Regions from separate parts of the Anas platyrhynchos genome. Here region 2 is linked to region 1. Evidence: chromatin contacts called from public Hi-C data. All regions are on one chromosome and are shown on one strand. Each heading gives the region's core, a stretch centred on a gene start, on an enhancer-like site or on the middle of the called end of the contact. The rest is flanking DNA. Distances are from core to core; before and after follow the strand shown.

What was found. A called contact is a pair of places that touch in the nucleus more often than the background predicts.
Region 2: a Hi-C map of subcutaneous adipose tissue shows a contact between it and region 1, with 1.7 times the contacts expected there. The contact joins the promoter of LOC101800857 here to the enhancer-like site in region 1. A contact is called at or near these places in 2 of 8 Hi-C or Micro-C datasets (skeletal muscle and subcutaneous adipose tissue).

Annotation. Positions count from the first base shown.
Region 1 is chr14:11,334,944-11,341,949 of IASCAAS_PekinDuck_T2T, forward strand. No RefSeq gene overlaps it. Among named protein-coding and RNA genes, the nearest start is that of UBTD2, 61 kb to the left of the region's middle. Within about 2 kb of position 5,613, at least 1 of the 8 cell types and tissues checked has an H3K27ac peak or open chromatin away from gene starts, as enhancers often do. A contact at or near this core is called in subcutaneous adipose tissue, where this site is marked.
Region 2 is chr14:11,384,486-11,391,942 of IASCAAS_PekinDuck_T2T, forward strand. LOC101800857 (beta-2 adrenergic receptor) reads left to right here and starts at 5,220. Exons shown (of 2, transcript XR_005269342.2): 1 at 5,220-7,457.

The DNA.
Region 1 (7,006 bases), core at 4,363-6,862:
TGCTCACTTGTAAAGCTGTTGTGTTTCAGTGATGAGCAGTGTAATCCTCACCCATAAATTATATTTATAGCATGCTGTTGGATCTTACAGACTGAAAAACACTGGAACAACGTAAGTTATTATTTTTCCCACCAGTTTGGATGGGAAAGGGGGGACTTGAGTCCTTCCCCTTTAGGAAACTCTTCTCCATAATTAGGAAAATGTCACGGTAACTGTTTATGTTAATCAACAGGCCTAGAACTGTGAGCACCATGAGCTTGCCACAGCCAGGCTGATCTTTTTTCCTCCCTCGTTTGATTTAGTGATGAGCAAAGGGCCGAGGGAGGTTTGTGTCATGCAGGAACCGAGTCCTCAGCTCACCTGCTGTTTGTGGAAGAAGGCAAAGACAGACAGAACTGCTTTGATGTCACCGGCTTTGCGAGGCTGGTGCTTTGCCTGTGCCAAAGGTAGAAATCCAGCTGGGCATTGCAGCTGCCTGTCCCTGCAAGATGAAGGTGATCCCAAGAAATGGTGCCTGATGGGATGATGGACAAGGAGACAAGCTCAACTAATTGTGTTTGTTTAAGTTATACATTCAGGAAACCATCTGACCATGGCCACCTCACTTACTTGCATCTTGCCAGGCACCAAGCCGTGTGTGCGTCTCCCTGTGTCTCTGCGGAGCTGGATCCATGTGCTACAACATCTCCATGGCTCCTATTTAAAGCCATCCAGCACCTCTGTGCTGGCTCCAAGCTCCAAGGCTGCTCTTTGGAGAACCATTCTGAGGAGCAATCCCACCTTGGGAATAGATGAGTCCTTGCCTGGCTGATGCCGATGCGTTCAAACATGATTTGGGCCCTTTGATTTCACTGCTATTTGTCAGATCGGGATAACCACCTCATTAAATCCACCCCTGCCCTGACAAAGCATTGGCAGGAAGATTGCAGAGATCAGCTTTGTCTCTGGGACAACTTAATCTGCCCTCAGGCTGTAGCCGCTACGGAATAATGAAGCTCCCCAGCTCGGATGTGCTCTACAAAAGGTCACATCCTTTCCCAACGCCCTCCACAGGAGAGCAAGGCTGCTATGGGAGGGGAAGGGGGTTCCTGGCCCCACCAGCAGATGCGATTCCAGTCCCCTGCTCCCATTTCAGCGTGTTCCCCCTGCCCTGCAAGCTCTCAGGGTGATAAGGTGTTGGACTGGCTCCAGTGCTGGATGAGTGTCAGCCCCATCCCAATACCCAGAGAGTGGCAGAGGCCGGATGACTCTTGCTGGCCATTTTGTGTGCATTTCTCAGGGGGGAGGAAGGAGCACGGCTGCCCTGGGGGTGCTCGTCTGCCTGGATGCTGTGGGCATGAGCTTTGGTAGAACGAGATGTGAACTGGCATCCTCTCCTGCATAGGATGAGAAGAAAAGAAAACGAGACATGATCTTGCTGCTTTTCATGGTAGAATACATCTCTATTTCACTTTTCAAACCAAAAGATATTAATAAATAAAAATAAACAAAAACAATATTTTTTCTCAATCTTTCTGTAAATATTTCCAACATATAAAAATGCACCTTTCCCTTTGGAAGACTAACAACATTTAATTTAGCCAAAAATATATATTTTTTTTCCAGTGGAAATGTGTGCTTATCATTGCAAACTGAAGTTTCATGCACTTGTTGAAATATTTTCCACCATGATAGCTAGAGTGAACTCCAAAGGAGCTACAAGCCGTGGTGTGATTGTTGCAATGAAGCTGCTGCTGTAACCCGGAGCCACTTTTCTGTGCTTTTGGGAAGCTTCTCAGAGCTGGGGTAACTTTCTCTCTGCTCCTCACATGGCTTTGACTTGTTTCTCAGCTCTGCAATGCACCTCCTTTGCAAGTGCTGCTACTTTTTCTTTGATCTGCTTTTTCAAATGTTAATTGCCCAGAGAATAATTAATTTAAGCTTCTCTCCCCATTGTGTAATAGGAAGGCTTGCAAGACCAGCCAGAGCTCTGGCACTGGGTTTTGTCACCATCCCACCCCTCCACTACACCGGACTGGCATTTTTGCTTGCAGTTTGATTTTTTCTCCCTTTCTTTAACCTTGTCAAGGCTCAGCAAGGGATATGGAAGTTGTCCCGGGCTCCTCCTGGCAGCCAGCACCACGCAGCCATTAATTACTAGGAACCCTGCTTGTTGGCTCAGGAGAAGCCTGAAAGGAGAAACAATATCCCCAGGGGCCATCAAGGCTGGCAGGAGAGGGATGTTGGAGGCAGCTTCTGTATAGTCACTTCTCAGGCCACGAGGATGGATGTGTTTTACCTTTTCCTGGACAGAGGAGATGGTCAGACCAAGACTTTTCCTTCCATGTATCCCATAATAACCTTATCTGAGAGCCCTTAACATCAATACCAAATTTTAGGCAGTTGCTTCCAAGTAGCCCTTGGGTCAGATTGTCACCATTTTTCACCTTTGAAATACTGCCCTCAGCTTTGATGGATATCTAACGATACTGAAGACTTAGGAAATCTCAGCGCCTTCTTTTCAGACTAATAGATCTTTGTTAGGTGGCTCCTGTGAAACCATGAACATCTGGGGGACCTGAGGGGTGAGCAAGTGAGGACATCGGGTTCTTCCTTCAGCATGTCTGAGTGAACAACATGAGCAGGCTAACAAAGAGACTTCTGGAGAACCTTATTTCATAAGGTTTCTTGGAGTCCAGTGAGATGCTTCTGCTCTAAGACCTTATTTCATGGTGGAGAACCCTGCCTTTTCTCTGCAAAGTTGGTATTTCCATGACTACTTAATATTTAATGTGAGCCAGAAGAAGTAGCACAGTACAGTCAGCTTGTGGTTGTGTCCACAGGAAATGTGATCATATTAGAAAACACATGTAGCACATGTAGCTTCTTATTAATTTTGCAGCACCTAATAAATTGCTCGATATGGCCTGAGCTCAATTGTCTCTTTTTTTTTTTTTTTCCTCATGCACAACAGAGTGAACTAAACTCTGCCAGATTTGGGTTTCTTACATTTTAGTTCCTCTGGGGGGAGCATGTGAACATTTCTTATCAGAAACTTAGACGCAGAGTGGGAAATAACCCTCCACATTTATTACTTTCTCCTCAGCCCTGAACAAACTGCATTCGATGTGGCTTTAAATTCAATAATATCTGAATTGGAAGGAAACTCATTTGCTGCCAGAAGTTTTTCTGTCCCTTGTTCTTGCACTTTTTGTCCCTGGCTCTCCATGACTTTCTGCAAAGGGCTTTCTACTTCGTACAGATTTATCCCTTGCTCCAGTGTAGTGCTGCAGAGGAAATTTAGCTGGGAAATTGGGCATTTGTCCTCAATGGAAAACAATTTTTTGGGGAAACTGCAGCTCATAGGAGAAGGAAATTATCCACACTTTTTGGGTTGAGTTTAATGAGAAATTCTCCCCTCTGAGATTACCCTTCCACCAAAAGAACTGAAGTTTTTTTGTTTTGACATTTTTGAAAAAAGCCTTTCAACCTGATCTATTAGAATTGCTTTTTTTTTTTTAAAAAAAAAAAAAAAAACACACTTCCCTTTTTTATTTATGTATTTATTTACTTATTTTGAGAAAAAGAAGAATGAATGCTTCTCAAATAAATTAAGCCTCTGGGTCTAGTTCATCTTCTTTGTCATTGTTATTCTATAAAGCAACTTAGGGGAAAATGCAGTTCTGTTCAGACTGAGCTAATATATTTTTCTCTCTTTTTTTTTTTTTTTTTTTTTTTTTGATTCACCAACAAAACTGAAAATTCAGCTGTTCTTGCAGCTCTATTTGCAGCACAAGACATTTGCAAATGAGCTGGACAAGTTCCTTATTCAAACAGTAAGACTGTAAGAAACATCCAAAGGCTCTCCAGAGGAATAGCACCAGGGCAGAGCATTTTGTTTGGAAACATTTCTCTTGTTCTTCGGAGTCAAATTCCACATTTCCCAAAAGAGTAACACAACATTTGTTATTTAAAAATAGCAAAGACTGCTCTTTAGGAATCGGGCTAGAGCAGGGCTGTATGGTTCGTCTGATGTGCTGAGGATGGTTCCTCTGGTCCTGGTAATATCATTGTGCTTGTGGGTGCTAACAAAGCATGGGGCTGTGCAGGCAGGGTGGAACAGGATGGATCCAGGGCTGGCTTGGGCAGATGGAGAATCAGCCTGAGCAACTGAGAGACTCCACGCCTGGGCTTTGGCTCTGTTTTTCCAGAGTTATTTTTACCCTTCATGAACCCTTGGTCCTGGTGGAAATGAGCTCAGTAGCACAATGCTTCCTGTGGTCACCTGCCAAGCCAGCGGCACCCATCCCATCCCATCCCATCCCATCCCATCCCATCCCATCCCATCCCATCCCATCCCATCCCATCCCATCCCATCCCATCCCCCTGTCCCTGCTAGTCCAGGAGCTGCAGGACACTGCCTGGGGACAGCAGCCCCACAAGGACCCCCACAACATCCCTGTTGGTGCCTGGGCCGGGCAGGGGGACGTGCTGTGGGTGGGGGCAGGCAGAGGGGGCAACCTCCCCGTCTAGCTCAGGGTATGGTGCCAGCAGGCTGAGCAGCCATGCCCCAGATCCTGAGCCACAAGCAGTGCCCAGCTGCAGGGCAGCACCTCAGCTCTCTCCCCATGGTGTCTGGGGTGTCTGCTCTGCCAGCATCCCCAAAAACACAGCCACCACGCCTGTGCTTCCTCCCAGTGGGCAGTCACACTCCCAAAACATTTCCCAGAGGAGTACTTTCCTTTTTCCTAGATTGCTGGAGTGGGTTTGAGAACAATTTCACAGAGAGCTTGGAAAAAACGAGTCCTTTCCGCTGCTTCAGATTTGGACTCAGGCATGACTTCATTTGACTGTTGGGATTTTTAATTTATGGGATGTTTTAATTACTTGCAGCTGGTGATGCAGCAGAAGGGTTCAGAGAATCTCCTACCTTCCTTGTGGATAACTTGCAGGTAGATATGGTGAGTGGATGTTACTGGCAATAGACAGCAAAGGTGGACAACCAGTCCCTCTCACCTATGCCCTGTCCTCTTCTTCCTCCCCACCAGCTCATAGTTTCAGCCCCCACCCTAGGGAACATGCTAAGAGGTTTCTCCAGGGACAAGATGAATGTGGTGTCTCATCACTGGCCCGAGGATTTCTGCTTCTTTCTATCTAGGGATGGGAAAATTAGGAGGGAATAGTTCATTACCTTGATCTTTCCCAATGAACCTGCAAACTGCTGGGCGTGGGAGGGCAGAGGAATTGGGTCAATGCCTTCTGGGCCACGCAGAAATTCCTCTGTAATTCCCCAGGTCCCAGGAACATCACAGCCGCTATCCTGGAGCACCGTTTCCAGCAGGGACAGCATAAACAAGTCAGCCTTAATCTCATTAGCTCAATGATGCTCTTTATTAGCCTAAACCAGGCTGGCATCCATTTGATGTCTGTCCAAGATAGATTCTGTCTCTCTCTCTGCTGTTGGAAAGGCCATTAAAGTGCTCTCTTCCTGGGCTGTAAATAGAAAGGATAAAAAATTCCTTGCTGATGAACTGTTTTACTGGCAAGCCAGCAACCAGCACAAAGGAGGAAGCAGAGAAGCAGCTGAGAAAACGCGATGAACAGAGGTCAGACCTTCTGCAGACTGGGGCTGACTTTTGGGAGGACGAAGCCCCTGCACTCAGCAGTGAAACCCCAGTGCCTCTGCCAAGCCTCTGGTCCCAGGTGGGACTTGTGCTGTGGGCTGGGAACAGCTAATCCAGCTCTGACTGCTGCGACCTCGTTTGTGTCTGTGGCTTTCTTCCCATCTTCCTCAGAGTAGATGAGAAAGCAAGGCAAGGGGAAAGGAGCAGAAAGATCAAGACAGGAGAGAGACAACTGATCAGGGCAGGGCAGGCAGGGACTGGATGCAAGGTATGGTTATCCTGGCTTTGGCTACGGGTCCGTCCCATCCACCGTCCCCACTATCCTGTCCCTGGGAGGATGAGGTACAGGAATCCTTGGTAGGAGTGGGAGTTTCTTCACCTTGAACACTGTGTGTCCTGCTGAGCACAGCTGTGTGTATGTGTGTGGCTACTTACAAGCCTGAAAGAGTTAGTGCCGTTGGCGATCGTACATGGTAGAAAACTTCCTCGGCATCTCCTCCCTCCCTCTTCTCCCCCAGCACAAGCCCAGCTGCATCTGAACCCAGCCAGGAGATTTAGCTCACAGAAATGCATGTGGCAGAGTGGTACTACAAACATATATATATATTTTTTTTTCACATACAAGAAGGATGGAGAAATAAATTAATACATGGATGACAGGCCTGTTGTTTTGTACTGCCTGTCTCAGCGTTAAAGAAGCTGATGTTCACTTGAGCCCATACCTTCAGCCTGACACAGCCCTGATGACAGACAGCGGCTTTTCTCTTTCTTCTGCCAAAAAGCGTTGAATAAAAGACCTACATTCTTCCAGGGTGTGGCTGGTGACACCGCACATGATATCACAGCCTTGGCAGTGCCAGCACCTGGGTCTCGTGGCACAGCCCAGCGTATCTCCAGGTGTGGCTTCAGGAGATGCTATCTCCCCTGCCTTGCTGCTTCCTGCCTGAACACCACACCGTGACACCAGTTTCTCCCAGACAGGATCCCGTCTTGGCTTCAACTCCCCATTTCAAACTGATGTTGGCAGTGCCGTTGTATAACCATGTTTTTGAGTATATTTTTTATTTTTTGTTATTATTGTGTTTTTTGTGTTTTTTTTTTTTTGTTTTTTTTTGTTTTTTTTAGTGGCACTTGCTTTATCTTTCTCTTCTTCTGTCATCAAGTATCTCTTCAAAACAGTCTTTAAAAAGTTTTCTTGCTGTGAATTTTGCCCACAGGTCCCCATCCCAGAGCTGTGCCTCTGTTGTAATTAACTCAGGCTGTAAGGTGGTTAACGATGGCACATCATGGCCTCGGAGCCTGGAGAGCACTGGGCTGTGCACAGAGGGACAGAGGAGCTGGTGGCACCGACCATCCCACAGCACTGTGACTTTCTGGGGGCAATGCTTTGCCATAAATCCAGC
Region 2 (7,457 bases), core at 3,970-6,469, 49 kb after region 1:
AAACCACTTCTGAACTGTCGTTTTCTTCTTCCAGCAAGGTGCTTAGGGAAACATTGGGACCATAGGTGGTGTAGCCACAGAATAAAACAAATTTTTTTGTCCTTACTTTGTGAAGTTTGCTCCAAAAGACCTGGCACAGACATTAGTGGATGTCCTCTTCAGATGTATGGAGAAATAAGGATGAATTAGTTTTGCCTCACTGCATGGAAACATTAAGTTAAAGGCCCATTTACTGAAAAGGTCTATGTGATGTAGGAACCAAATGCCAAGCACTGCAGCTTTTCCTTCTCCTCCATACTGATGTTTCAGCTCCAGAGCATGCACACAGCAGTCACAGAGGCTGTGCCACCTGCAGCAGCACGTTGGTGCTGGAATCCCAAAGCCACCTCTGAACCATCCCTGAAAGCTGAGGGAAAGCTTGCTCTGACCAGCAGCCACACGGGCTGTTTTGGTTTTGATTTGCAGCAGATTTGATAAGAAAGCTCTCAGGAAAAACAAATTTCCTCTTGGACTCAGTCGAATTGGGCACATATTCCGGCACACCGAGTTCCCTTTCCTAAAAGCTCATGAAGTAGGCTTCTAAAATTAGGAATAAGAGGTGAAGTCCTGGCCCTTTTTCAAGCAGGGACCATTATCCCCAGGACCAGCTCTCACTTGAGGGTCACTGTAGACCCTCATCGATGGAGAGCAGTGACAAGAAGAAAAAAAAAAAAGTCTTGATAACAATCTTTTATCTCTAACTGTTATTCCAGTGGTCTCTTCTGTTTCTCCTGCTGCCCTCACACTGTCTCATTCCGTAGCCTGTATCCACCACCAGTGCTGCTGTACAAACAGTTCGGTGTTTGGCCCAGAGACGATGAATCGCTGGTGCTCAGCTGCTCCAGCAGTGTCACGTTCCAAATTAAGCACCTCCGTTTTCACTGGGGTCATTGCTCATATGCAGCAGTTTCTTTTTTATTTAGTCTAGTCCAAAAAAAGGGCAATTACTATCTCCCTGCAAATGCCAGGGCTGCAGGGGTTGGCAGCTGTGACATCCAGATGCCCTGGGAGATGCGCAGAGCAGCCCAAGGGGTCCTGCCATGCCCCTCCCCAGCCCCACAGCACCTTCACAAGGAGGATGTGGGGACTGGCACATGTGGCAACGTGAGGGATGCTCCTGGGTCAGAGCAGGAGGGCAGAGCCCTCAGGTGACCCATGCCGTCCTGCAGACCCCAGTGTGGACAACAGCCTCTCTGCTGCCTCCTTCCACAATTCGAGGTGGACACGGCCCTTGGTGGGTGCCAGGGCTGGGTGTCTGGGTGCCGTGGGGGTGGCAGCATCTTCTCCAGAGAAAAGAAGCAGGAATTTTTCCCAAAAGGCAGCCCTGTGATTCTGCTCACTGTGCATCGAGCAAGGAGCTGCGCCTGGGCTCCACCAGCCCCTGCAGGGAGCCCTGAGAGAGAAACCAGCAACCAAAAAATCATTTTATCCCTGAAACACTCATTTCTAATCGCACTGCTGCTCCAAACTAACAGAGAGGAGAGTAACCAGGAGCTGGGAATCAGAGGTGGCTCCCCCTCATGGACTGAAGAGCAGGAGAGGAAAGGAACTCAGGAGCACACAGATGCCACCACGGCCATCCTGCTGAAAGCTCCCTGACTCCTGCCAAGCCGCTGTGTCCAAAGCAGAATCAGGAAGCCAAAACCCCCTGGAGACCCAAAGCCAGATGTGTGTGAACAAATGCAGCAGAAAATTGGGCAGAGCAGAGCCTCTCCAGCAGTTGTCCCCTGGCTGCTCCGTGCTGCTGGGCACAGGTGGCTCTGGCACCAGGTCACCGGCGGCAGAGCTGGTGGTAAGCAGCAGCCACACGAGGAGGAACACCTCGGGGCTATTTGCATGCTGGTTTTGGTGGTTTTGCAAGCCCAGGGCCTGCTCTGAGCAGCTGCTTTCTGTCAGGGTGCTTCCTGCATTCCTGCCTGTGATAAGCATCTGGGAATGAGGGGTGAGGGCAGCATCCCAGCTAGTCCCGAGGAAGGTCTCTCACACCCCAAAGCCTGGCTGTTTTTTCCCAATTTATGTCAGTTGGGCTAATAAAAGTGATTACCTCTTCCTACCAGTCCTGCCTTTCTCATTGATCCCACGGGCTGTTCTTCAAATGTCACCTAGCAAGGAGGGAGCACACAGCCAATTATAAGAAGAGAAAAGATTGGCCTGATGGCAGAGCAGCGGGGTCCGTGGTGGAGCTGTGCTGCACGAAATAAATGAGGCGGGCCTGGCTTTGCCACCCAGGATGCCCAGAAGGAGACATTTGGTAGTGGGCAGAGCCCCAGCACTTTGGGCAGTGTGAGAAATGCAAACTTTCTTCTCCTCTTGACCTCTGTGCTGAGGTTTGGTGTTATTTCTGTTTGAATAGGAAGCCTTGAACGTGCTAGAAGGTAACAACTACTCAAAAGCACAAATAAAGGCAGGCGAGCCACAAAAGCAACCCACGCTTTGGGTCATGATGATGATTATATTTTTTTTTTTTTATGTGGGGTGAATTCCTGCCTCTGTTTTGAACCCGTGCTCACTACTCCACTTGCTGTGGGTCACGGCTGCTTAGCCAGGGGTTTGAATCAGCTCGTGCCATGGGGGCACCCCAACACACCTCACATAGGTGAGCAAAGACCCAAAGCAAGCAGAGAGCTGCGGAATCGAGGAAGAAAGTTTGGCCTTTCTGTGCTTCCTCCACCACACCCCACTAACCACAAGAGGTTCAAGCCTCTCTGAGTATAGCACAACAAAGACAAAATACTGACATATAAGCTGGGCTTGCTGATTTCTGCATCCTGGGCCACAGAAACTTTCTGAGAGCTGAGGCAGGCTCTGGGAGAGGATGTGGGACTGTTACCAGGGACGTGCAGGACAGAGCTGAGCTTCGACTCCCCCAGAGTTAGCGTATTTTGTACTAAGTTCCCAAAGTTGCTTCTCCTCCTTTCAAGACTCAGTGCTTCTTGTGAGGATGAGCATTGGCACATCTGTTAGGATAGAAAGCCAATGCTTTCTGAAAGCTTTGATTTAGCATTAGAGAATCCCCAGAAGTTAGCATAACCCACAAGAAAGAGCCCAGCACACCTGCCAGGTTCTTACCAGCAGCTTGCCTGGATCTTTTGCTAGCGTTTTCTGATCAGGTCTTTAAAAAGAGGGTTGAACAGTGAGCTGAGTACGACATGTAGCTCCCACACCTCCCACTTCTTCCCTGCTCTGCTCCCCTAACACCACACCTGATCCATACCTTCATTTTCCCAGCAGTTTCTTGTTTTGCATCCCCTGCAAGGTGCATGCTGCTAGCCCCTGAGGGAGTGCAGGGACCTGCGTGCAGGGAGCAGGGTGCAGGCAGGGCACCCAGCAGATGCTGAACCAGCCTGCATTTGTGTGCAGACCTCACCCTCAGCTGCTGCAAACTCCGTGAAAGCCAAAGGAGAGCTACAGGCGTACAGCAGCTGGTTACAGTTGTACCTCCTGCATGAACGTACAGCCTGTTTATCTCAGTAGCAGGCAGTGGAAACTCGTGGTAATTAGCTGCGGTCATCAGTGTTCCCCTGAACACTTGGCTCCCCCGAATACCCATTTCCTGAAGCCTGCATCTGCCTGCCGTGGGAAGAGGTGCCTGCGATGCTCTGTTCTCCTCTCTTCACTTTTAAAACCTCAGGAGCGTGCAGACGCAGAAGCGGCGCGTGGGAAGCCACTAGTTAAGGCAGATCCCCACCGAGACAGAGCGCTCGCACTGCTGAAACTGCCTCTCATCTTATTTCCTGATTCCAACACCTCGTTTGCCCCTCTGTCTTAAACCACAAAACTTCCTCTCCTCCACCCGGCTCTCCTCTATAAATAGCCCGGGCTGAGGCGGCGCGAAGCCACGGACACCTAGCGGGGCTGAGGGAGGGCTGCTTGGCACCGCAGCGCTGCGCTCCTCTGGAAAAAAGTGAGGGAGCCTCACGGAACCCCTTCAGACCCTGGTGGCTGACACGTTTTGATCAAGATTCAGCAGCAGGAACTGCTTAATTGCTAACAGAGGCAGCAGCCACCCTCCCTGCCTTGCTGCTAGCCCAGTGCAGCAGCCAGGGCGCTGAGCTGCAGCCGCTGCTGGTGCAGCTGGTAGCAGGGGGTAAATGCAGAGGCGACGCTTTCTCTTCTCCCTTTCTGTGGCACAGGGCTAGCAGCAGTGCCAAGCACAGCCCCCGGGCCCCGCTGGCACCTCTGCGAGCCCCCAGGGCCTGCAGGCAGCAGGATGAGTCTGTGGGAGAGCAGCACCAGGGGGAGAGATTTCAGCGCAGAGCGATGGGCAGAAATGAAACTCCAGTGGCAACATTATCTCTTGTTGGGTTGAAAGGAAGTTTGCAGGATTCCTTAGTCCTTATTTAGCAAATTTGTTTGCTTTGGAGGGAAATACTTGTGATGGTGGCCGGGGTTAAACACATGCCTGGCTGCGGCGTGGCAGAGCACAGCACGCAGCAGTCGCACAGCCCCTGCGCCCTTGGCCAGCCCTGTTTTTTGGGGGCCAGGCTGCAGCTCCAGCGCTCAGATGTGACCCCAAATACCTCGGTTGTAGGGCTGCGGTGCTGGGCTGGGTGCTGGGAGGGCTGAAGGACCTGGTGCCACCCTGGCACAGAGCATCACTGGGCGGGTGGGGGCTCTCGGGAGGGCCAGACCCCCGTGCCCAGCTGAGGACAAAGTTTTTGAGAGCACCGTGGGGACCCTCCTGGTGCCACTTGGCCTGGGAACAGCCCAGCTCGGGGAGCACACGGGTGGGGTGTGGGGACCCCCGGGTGGCGTGGAACACGAGTGGGGCAGGGGGGTGTGGGGACACCCCGAGGCAGGGAGCGTCCGTGGTGTGTGGCACCCGTGGGTGTCAGGCACGGGGACAGGGCTGGGAGCGCGTGGGGGCGGGAAGCACAGGGCCACCCCGCGGCAAGGAGCACGCGTGGGCGTGGGGCCACCACGGGGCGGCGCGGGGCCACCGTGGGGCCACCACGGGGCCGCGAGGAGCCGCGGGACAAGCAGGGGGCACCTCGGGGCCGCCCCACGCGGGGGACCCCCGGGTGCGCGCGCACGGCGGGGACACGCGTGGGGCCGGGGGCGGACCGGAGTGGGGACCTGGGGGGGCGCGAGGTGCGCGCGAGGAGGCGCGGCGCGGGCTGCTATTGGCTGCGGCGGGGCTGATGTCACGGCGGGGGCCGCTATAAATTCGGCGGCGCCGGAGGGGCGCGGGGCAGTCGGGCGGGCGCGGCGCGGAGCGGCGGGACGGGAGCAGAGCGCACCGGGGCGCAGCGCGCACAGCACCGCACCGCAGCGCACCCCGGCACCCAGCCCGTCCCGCACCTGCTGTCCCCTATGAGCAGCCCCGCGGCGGCACAGCACTAGGGAAAAGCCCCCGCCGCCTGCCCGGGGAGAGGGGTGGGTCGTTGGGGGGGGGTGTCATGGGGGTGGCGGGCACCGAGCTGCCCGGTGGCAACGGCAGCGCCAACCAGAGCGCCGCAGACCCCACGGTGTCGAGGGACGTGTGGATGGTGGGCATGGGGATCCTCATGTCGCTCATCGTGCTGGCCATCGTCTTCGGTAACGTGCTGGTGATCACGGCCATCGCCCGGTTTCAGCGCCTGCAGACTGTCACCAACTACTTCATCACCTCGCTGGCCTGCGCTGACCTGGTGATGGGGCTGGCCGTGGTGCCCTTCGGCGCCAGCCACATCATCATGGAGATGTGGAAGTTTGGGAACTTCTGGTGTGAGTTCTGGACATCCCTGGACGTGCTCTGTGTCACAGCCAGCATCGAGACCCTCTGCGTCATTGCTGTGGACCGGTACTTCGCCATCACCTCCCCGTTCAAGTATCAGAGCCTGCTGACCAAGAGCAAGGCGCGCGTGGTCATCCTGGTGGTGTGGGTGGTGTCAGCCCTCACCTCCTTCCTGCCCATCCAGATGCACTGGTACCGGGCAGACCGTGTCGAGGCCATCCTCTGCTATGAGAAGGACACGTGCTGTGACTTCTTCACCAACCAAGCCTACGCTATTGCTTCCTCCATCATCTCCTTCTACCTGCCACTCGTGGTCATGGTATTTGTGTACGCCAGGGTCTTCCAGGTGGCCAAGAAGCAGCTGCAGAAAATAGACAAGAGTGAGGGGAGGTTTCACACCCAGAACAAGGAGCAGGACCAGAACGGGCGAGCTGGGCACCGCCGTTCCTCCAAGTTCTTCCTGAAGGAGCACAAAGCCCTGAAGACCCTGGGCATCATCATGGGCACCTTCACGCTGTGCTGGCTGCCCTTCTTCATCGTCAACATCGTGCATGTCATCCAGGACGACATCATACCCAAGTACGTGTACATCCTCTTGAACTGGCTGGGCTACGTCAACTCTGCCTTCAACCCTTTGATCTACTGCCGCAGCCCGGACTTCAGGTATGCCTTCCAGGAGCTCCTGTGCCTCCGCAGGTCTGCCCTGAAGATGTATGCCAACGGCTACTCAAACAGCAACGGCAGGAGCGACTACAACGAGGAGGACAACGGCTACCCCCTGGCACCGGATAAAACCTGCGAGCTGCTCTGCGAAGAGGGCTCCTTCCCTAACCCCGAGGGCTTTTTGCACTGCAAAGGTACTGTGCCTAGCGGGTAGCTTTGAGACGCGATGGTTTCTGGTGTGGCACCCTGGTTATAAAGATGAGCCTTTCCCTCTGTAAGGAAAAACAAAACCCCCAAGAATAATATCGATCCTCATCTAAAGCACCCCTAAAACCCAGAGGCTGCAAGAAAACTAAAACTCAGCAAACCTTCTGCAGGCAGGTGGGAGGCTGCCCCGGGGAGGCTCAGGCAGGCTGGCTGCTCGCAGAGGAAACCTATTTAGGTCCCTTGAGCCGGGGGGAGCGGAGGGGACTGTGTGGTATTTTAAGGCTGTGCAGAAAGCTCGTCCCAGGAGGAACTGAACTTCCTGACAGTGTCTGATGTTGAACTACCTCATGGCCAGAGTGTGAGCGGCTGGGTGGCTGCTGGAGGAGCCCTGTGCTCCCAGTGCTGCCCAGCCCAGCAGAGAGGGCACCCTGTGCCTAATTCCCCACGGAAAGGGGTACTTAGGACCAGGGCTGTGTGTAACCTGGTCAGCTGTGTCTGACCCGCAGCTACTGCTGTCCGTGGGACAGTTTAAACAACTCCCAGAAACAACGAATGCATCTTCTGCCAAGTGCTGTAGGAGTTTCTGCTGAAATAACGATAGAAATAAACGGACTCTTTGCCCAGAAAGTGGGACTGTGACTGTGGGGCTCAAGAATGTGGTACTGGGAAGCTGGGTGAGATGCTGTCACTGTCACAGACCGACCTTTTGTAGACTCCAGCCAAAGCTTTTAACTGCCCAGTTTGTTTAGCTTCAGGTCTCAAATGATAGAGAGTCCGAGGAGGTGGGCAGGGAGGAGGGCTTCCTTACTTTGTCGCAGAGGGCTGACAGACT